Linked DNA regions of Mus musculus: region 1 is linked to region 2. A link is a contact called in public HiChIP or PLAC-seq data. All regions are on one chromosome and are shown on one strand. The core of a region is the stretch at or near the end of the contact, and the rest is flanking DNA. Distances in the headings are between cores, read along the strand shown.

Region 1 (3,145 bases), core at 308-2,807, 580 kb before region 2:
GCCACAATGCTCAGCTTCTCCTTTTCATGGATTGATGTATTTGAGCCAGATATGGTGACACACATCTCTAATCCCAGTTCTTGAGAGGTAGAGGTAGGAGGAGAGATAGTCCAAGGACAGACTTAGCTACATAGTGAGTTCAGGCCAGTCTTAGCTACATGAAATCTAGTCTCAAAAATAAATAAATAGAGATATTTGCATTTTTCATTGATTTGTAAGGAAGGATCCTTTCTTCCTTTGTTTCTTCCTTTTTTTTTTTTTTTTTTTTTTTTTTTTTTTGAGACAGGGTTTCTCTGTATAGCCCTGGCTGTCCTGGAACTCACTTTGTAGACCAGGCTGGCCTCAAACTCAGAAATCCGCCTGCCTCTGCCTCCCAAGTGCTGGGATTAAAGGCATGTGCCACCACACCCGGCTGTTTCTTCCTTTTTGTTTCCTTCTTTGTTTCTTTGTTTCTTTCTTCCTTTCTTAATTAATGTCTGTGAGTGTTTTGCCTGTGGGTATGTACCGGCATCACATGCATACATACAGTACCCACAGAGCCCCGAAGAGGGCTGGCCTTATCTATGGTTGTGAGCCTCCTAGAACTCACTGTGTAGCCCAGGCTGGACCCAAACTTGTAATGATCCTCTTGCCTCTGTCTCCTGAATGCTGGAATTGCAGGTGTGAGGTACCTTTTAAGGATCATCTCTAAGCTGATCTCTAACACAGAGCAAACTTTCCATCTCTGTCTTTTCTTACACTGTCTCCCCAATTGCTCAGGATTACACATGTGAACTATGTTCAGTAAATAAAGGAGTATTGAAGACTCAGTCAAGTAAAACAGCTGTGTGGGTCAGGCACCTTGAAAATGTCACAGATGGCTCAAATCCAGTTTTTTCTTTTTCTGGAGATAAGGTCTCGTGTAGCCCAGGCTGGCCTCAAACTCCTAATGTATCTGAAGATGACTTTGAACTAATGATTCTCCTGCCTGTACCTCCCAGGTGCTGGCATTACAGATGTGTACCACTATGCCTGTCTTAGGGTTTTACTTCTGTGAACAGACACCGTGACCAAGGCAACTTTTATAAGGACAACATTAAATTGGGGCTGACTTACAGTTTCAGAGGCTCAGATCATTTTCATCAAGGTGGGAACATGGCAGCATCCAGGCAGGCATGGTGCAGGAGGAACTGAGAGGTCTACATCTTCATCTGAAGGCTGCTAGCAGAATACTTACTTCCAGGCAGCTAGGATAAGGGTCTTAAAGCCCCTGCCCACAGTGATACACATGCTCTAACAAGTTCCCACCTACTTTCACAGGGCCACACATTCTGATAGTGCCACTCCCAGAGCCAAGCACATACAAACCACCACAATGCCTGGTTTTTTGTGGTACTGGGAACTGAACCCAGGGCTTCTTCCATTCTAATTGATTACACTATCCACTAAGTTCCAACCTTAGTCCCCATTCATTTTGATTAAAAGCTCTTTTGTACATTGAAGTTTCTGATTCTTTGTTATGTTACCAAAAACCCCTTGCCATGAGACTGACTCTCATGGCAAACTCTGTCTCCTGTCTCTTGATGTCTATCAGGGCAGAGATTCCCTCTTGGTGAGCAACAAAACTGTCCTTTCTGACTCCTCCCCACGTCCCAGCCTGTGAGACGAAGCTTCCTTGTATGGCGTCCTGTTGCTGGAAGGGTCTCCTAGATGTCTGACCAGAGCTCGATGTTCTATATAGTCTGCCATAAATCCCCGTGTCTGACAGGCCTTGATTTGCTGCCATGGCATTCAAGGTATGCAAACAGCTTGGAGTGTTCTGCCAGGCTCGAGCGGAGGCCTTGGGTAAGCTTCTGCCTGTGGCACGGTGTGTGCCCGTTTTTGGACACAGCTTCTCATACTGTGTCACTGAGAAGAGTGAAGCCAGGTCACATCAACTATAGCTGCAAAAATTCTGAGCAGCTGGGCCTGCTGGGATACACCTGTAATTTCAGTGCTGGGGATGCGGAGGCAGGAGGATAGCTCTAGAGCTGTGTGTGTGTGCGCTTGTGTGTGTGTGTGTTTGGGCTTGTGTGTGTTCAGGGGTGTATGTGTGTGTTTCCAGGATCAAGCAGGGAAGATGGAGGACAACGTGTGGGAGTTGGTTCTTGCCTCTCACTGTGTGGGCACGGAGGACTGAACTGAAGTCATCCGACTTGGTGCCAAGGGCCTCCACCTGATGAGTCATGGAGCCAGGGGAAAAGAAGTGTTTCATGAATTCTGACTCTTATAATGAGGGCAAGGAACAACCTTAGAAGAAAAAAATAAGTGTTGCTTAGGAAAATGAAAAGCAGGTAAGTGCCTTTAATCCAGCACTCAGGTGGCAGGGCGGGAGGGTCTCTGTAAGCTTCAGGCCAGCCTGATCTACATTGTAAGCAAGTTTCAGGCCACTTGGGGCTACGTAGAGATCCTGTCTTTTAAAACCAAACCAAACAAACATCTCTGCTTCTTAAAAATGTCCTCCTGCTACATTGCCGGGGGCCGATGTTTGATTTTTAGAGAGTATTTGCTTACACTCCAGGGAAGTTAGGCAAAGCTGGGAGTTCACAGCGGCTAAGCTGACTGCAGGCCTTCAGAGCGCTCGCTCCTACAGGAGTTTTATCAACCCAATTCGGCAGAGGATGCTGGAATTTACCTAAAGTCACAGAGTGAGACAGGGTCTTTCTCTGAGACCTGAGGCACACAGATTAGATGAGGCTGCCTGATCAGCAAGCCAAGGGGCCTTCTGTCTCTATGTTTCCAGCACTGGGTTTAAAGTTCATGTTGCTCACCCTGGATGTTTATGTGGGTGCTGAGGATTGAACTGTGGTCCCTGTGTGTGTGTGTGTGGCAAGCACTTTACTGGGAGTGCATCAGCTCCCCAGCCTGGAGTTCCCACTCTTTCTAAGGCCCACCCAACATTCTAGCAGGACAGCCCCTTCCTCCAGTCAGTTCCAGAGGGGCTGTTACCCAGCTCAGAGCCACTGTCCAGTAGATTGTTTATCCAATAGGGAGCGGTAACCTCTGAGAACGAGGGGTCTCTGTCTCCCCCACAAGCTGATTTGCCAGCACATCATGAGTTTTCTTCTGAGACTGTAAAAACTCTAACAGAGCCTTGGCCCTTTGACCCAGATGAGCTCATGAGGAC
Region 2 (2,902 bases), core at 147-2,646:
CTGCGCAGCGTGAGCGAGCGAGCACGGCTTCGGCCGGCAGGGGGCGTCCTGCCCCTGTACCCGACGTGGCAGTAGAGGTAATAGACGCCGTCCTGTGGCAGCGCCAGCCCGTGGGTGGGGGAGAACTGCGCGCCGCTCCTCAGAAACGCTTCTTCTTGGCTCGCCTCCCAGCTGAGCCCTTGCCCACTCATCCAAGCGCCTGCAGAAAGGGACACGCGTGAGCGCTCGGGCCGTGATCTCTAGGTCGGAGACCCGGGCAGGATGAGCAGGGACCTGGAGCGGAGGAGCGGGGTCTTCCTCCTTCTGTGGTACTTAGCGGGGAGGGGCAGGAATAACGGTGCTATCTATCACCCGAAGGGACTAAAGTGGCGAGATCCCTGCCGGTTTTTACCTGTTTCCTGAGCAGTCAGTCATACCGAGGGAGAAGTTGGTGGTGGAGGAGTTGGGAAAGTACCAGTAGTGTCATAGCAGAGCCAAAGGACTCTCGCTTACTGTGGGGGTACATAGCCAGCACTCTTCGGTCTACCAGATGCTTACCTATGAGGTGGGCAGCAGGGAGCTCAGGGTTGAGGTCAGTTTCTGGTTCCCCCTTTGGCAGCTGTTGAACCCCTGGATCTGGTGTAGAATCCGCAGCTGGAGACAGGATGGTCATCCATGCAGATGCCTCCCGAGAGGACTGCGCAACAGGGCCCTGGGATGTGGAGGCTAGATTCCTGGAAGCATTGGATCTCTGAGGATGCAGACGGGGGTCAGGAGTCTCTGAGAGGCTAGAGGGTGAGGGCAAGATGCACGACGGTTTGCTGTCATCCAGTCTTTTCTGAGCCTGTGCTCCTGAGCCAATGATCTTCTCAACCTGGATGGGTAGGTAGGGTTAGAGTGCCCAGAGGTCAGATTTGGCTAATGGCAACTCCACCCCTCCCACCGTAGAGCCCAGCCCCAAGGCCTGGGCCTGCTGTGTCCTCCCTAGACTGCATCTTGCTAGAAGAACAAACAAAGACGATGTATGCAGGCAGAGAGACGCAAGTGCAGTGTTATCTGGAAAAGAAGCCAACCAGGAAGGGGCTTGAAAATTCAGGCTAGGATTGCCTGGAGAGGCAAAGACAGACCAGACATTCCCTCTGGGGAGAGCGGCCAGCTGAGCGCGGTGGGCAGAAGCACAGCCATAAGTAAATAAACAGTCACAAGAGGCAGCCCTCTGGAGCCCGTTGCAGCCACTCACCCGACGTCCCTGATCCTGCGGCACCAAGGCCAGCACAGCCAGGACAGTGATAGGCACTGCCAACAACAGGGTCACCAGGGAAGTAGCTCCTGCCACAGCCAGCAAGAGGCAGCCCCTCCCCTGGGGTCTCCCACCCAGGCCCTGCAGTCCCCGTGTCCCCATCCAGACTCAGAACTAGGACCGGGGCAGGGGCTTTCATACCTCAGGGGTAGACCCCCCCACCCCCGCAGACCCACACACCTGCCCCCTGCCCGGGGACTTTCCGAACACCCTTCCTCCCCTCACCCAGCTTCCTGTTTACCCAGCGCTGGGGCCGGGGTTGGGTGGCTGGATGCCTGGGTTCTCTGAACTGGGGAAGGAGATGGGGTAGAGAGAGGTTTTCAAGGTAAAGATGAAGAGGGGCTTGGCAGGGAGGGAAGATGAAGCCCAGGGAAGGAAGGGAGCTTGCAGAAGGCCAGGCAACAAACAAGGTTGTCATGGCCAGGTAGGACTCCAAGTATCTCGTGTGTTCTTCATGCTTCTGGACCTTACAGTGCTGAAGGGAGGGCTGCAAAGACACACGCACCTGCACACATGCATGCACGCACGCACGCGCGCGCGCACACACACACACACACACACACACACACACACACGGGAGGGGGGGTGAGGAGATGGAGTGGGAGGCCAACAAGGGTCGGCTGTGTGTCTGCGTCCCTGATACGACCCTCTCCCCACACTGGCTGACTTCTTCCTGTTTCAGTCTCTAAAACCAGATGGGAAAGGCAGAATTAAGTGGGTCCGCAGTGGTTATGGCTTTATGAAGGGGGCTCAGCCTCTCTCTCTCTCTCTCTCTCTCTCTCTCTCTGTCCTGATAAAGCAATACAGAGGCACACTCCACCTTAAGGGAGTCTGTCTAGAATGAGCCTCCTCCATTGGGAAGCATCAACTACTTATAAATGAGGGACAGGGCAAATGAATGTATGAATGAATGAATGAATGAATGAGAAATTTGTTGACTTCAATGAACATCAGGAACCGAATTAATGGCACCCGAGGGGCAGCTGATTGGAGTTTAGGGAAGAGCAGGTCGGAGGAAGGTGGACAGAGGTTTCAGGCCATGTCCCCTTCCTGGTGACCTTGCAGTCTCTATGTCCCAGACCAGACAACTCGTTTGGAAAATATTACCAACACCAATATTAGTAGAATACAGCTGACTGACCAAAGGCACCAAGAATGTGCTAGCCACTGAACTACAGTCTTTATTACACTAGCCACTTCGTCTCCATGGGAAAGCCCTAAGAAGATGCTGAGGCCCAGAGAGACGAAAAGGCAGTGTTGGGATAGCAGTAGAGTTTCCTGACAGGGCACTTGGCTAGTAGGTTTGATTCTGTAACAGGCAAAACAGAACTAATTCCAGCTTCATACATTTTACTAGATGTAAATTTTGTCTTCCTGAGGCAAGGAAAAAAAAAGAGGAAACAAAGACTAACTTGAACAATTCAGCGGTAACATGAGGTAATAGTCACAACCTGGAAAGATATGAGAAGTAGCTCAGGGCTGTGGTTCATGGGAGAGCACTGGCCTTGCATGCCCAGGGCCCTGGCTTTGTCCCCAGCACGAAATCAAGCAGGCTTGGTGCTGCGGGCCTGTAATCCCAGCAGAACCGTCAGAAACCCATGGTCATCCTTCACTAGTTGGCAA

Evidence for each region. HiChIP or PLAC-seq counts read pairs in DNA pulled down with a chosen protein or histone mark.
Region 1: an HNF4G HiChIP or PLAC-seq map of pancreatic cancer cells shows a contact between it and region 2. The contact joins the promoter of 4833427F10Rik here to the promoter of Ltb in region 2. A contact is called at or near these places in 3 of 39 promoter capture datasets (hippocampal neurons and liver) and 2 of 115 datasets of contacts at active chromatin or transcription factors (memory CD8 T cells and pancreatic cancer cells).

The regions. Positions count from the first base shown.
Region 1 is chr17:35,770,862-35,774,006 of GRCm38.p6, reverse strand. It overlaps 4833427F10Rik (RIKEN cDNA 4833427F10 gene), which reads right to left and starts at 1,557. Exons shown (of 3, transcript NR_045459.1): 1 at 1,096-1,557. It overlaps Gm32409 (a long non-coding RNA gene), which reads left to right. Exons shown (of 4, transcript XR_876780.2): 4 at 1-183.
Region 2 is chr17:35,193,001-35,195,902 of GRCm38.p6, reverse strand. Ltb (lymphotoxin B) reads right to left here and starts at 1,396. Exons shown (of 3, transcript NM_008518.2): 1 at 1,220-1,396; 2 at 538-853; 3 at 1-199. The coding sequence starts at 1,381. Mir6973a (microRNA 6973a) reads right to left here and starts at 931; the gene lies at 854-931.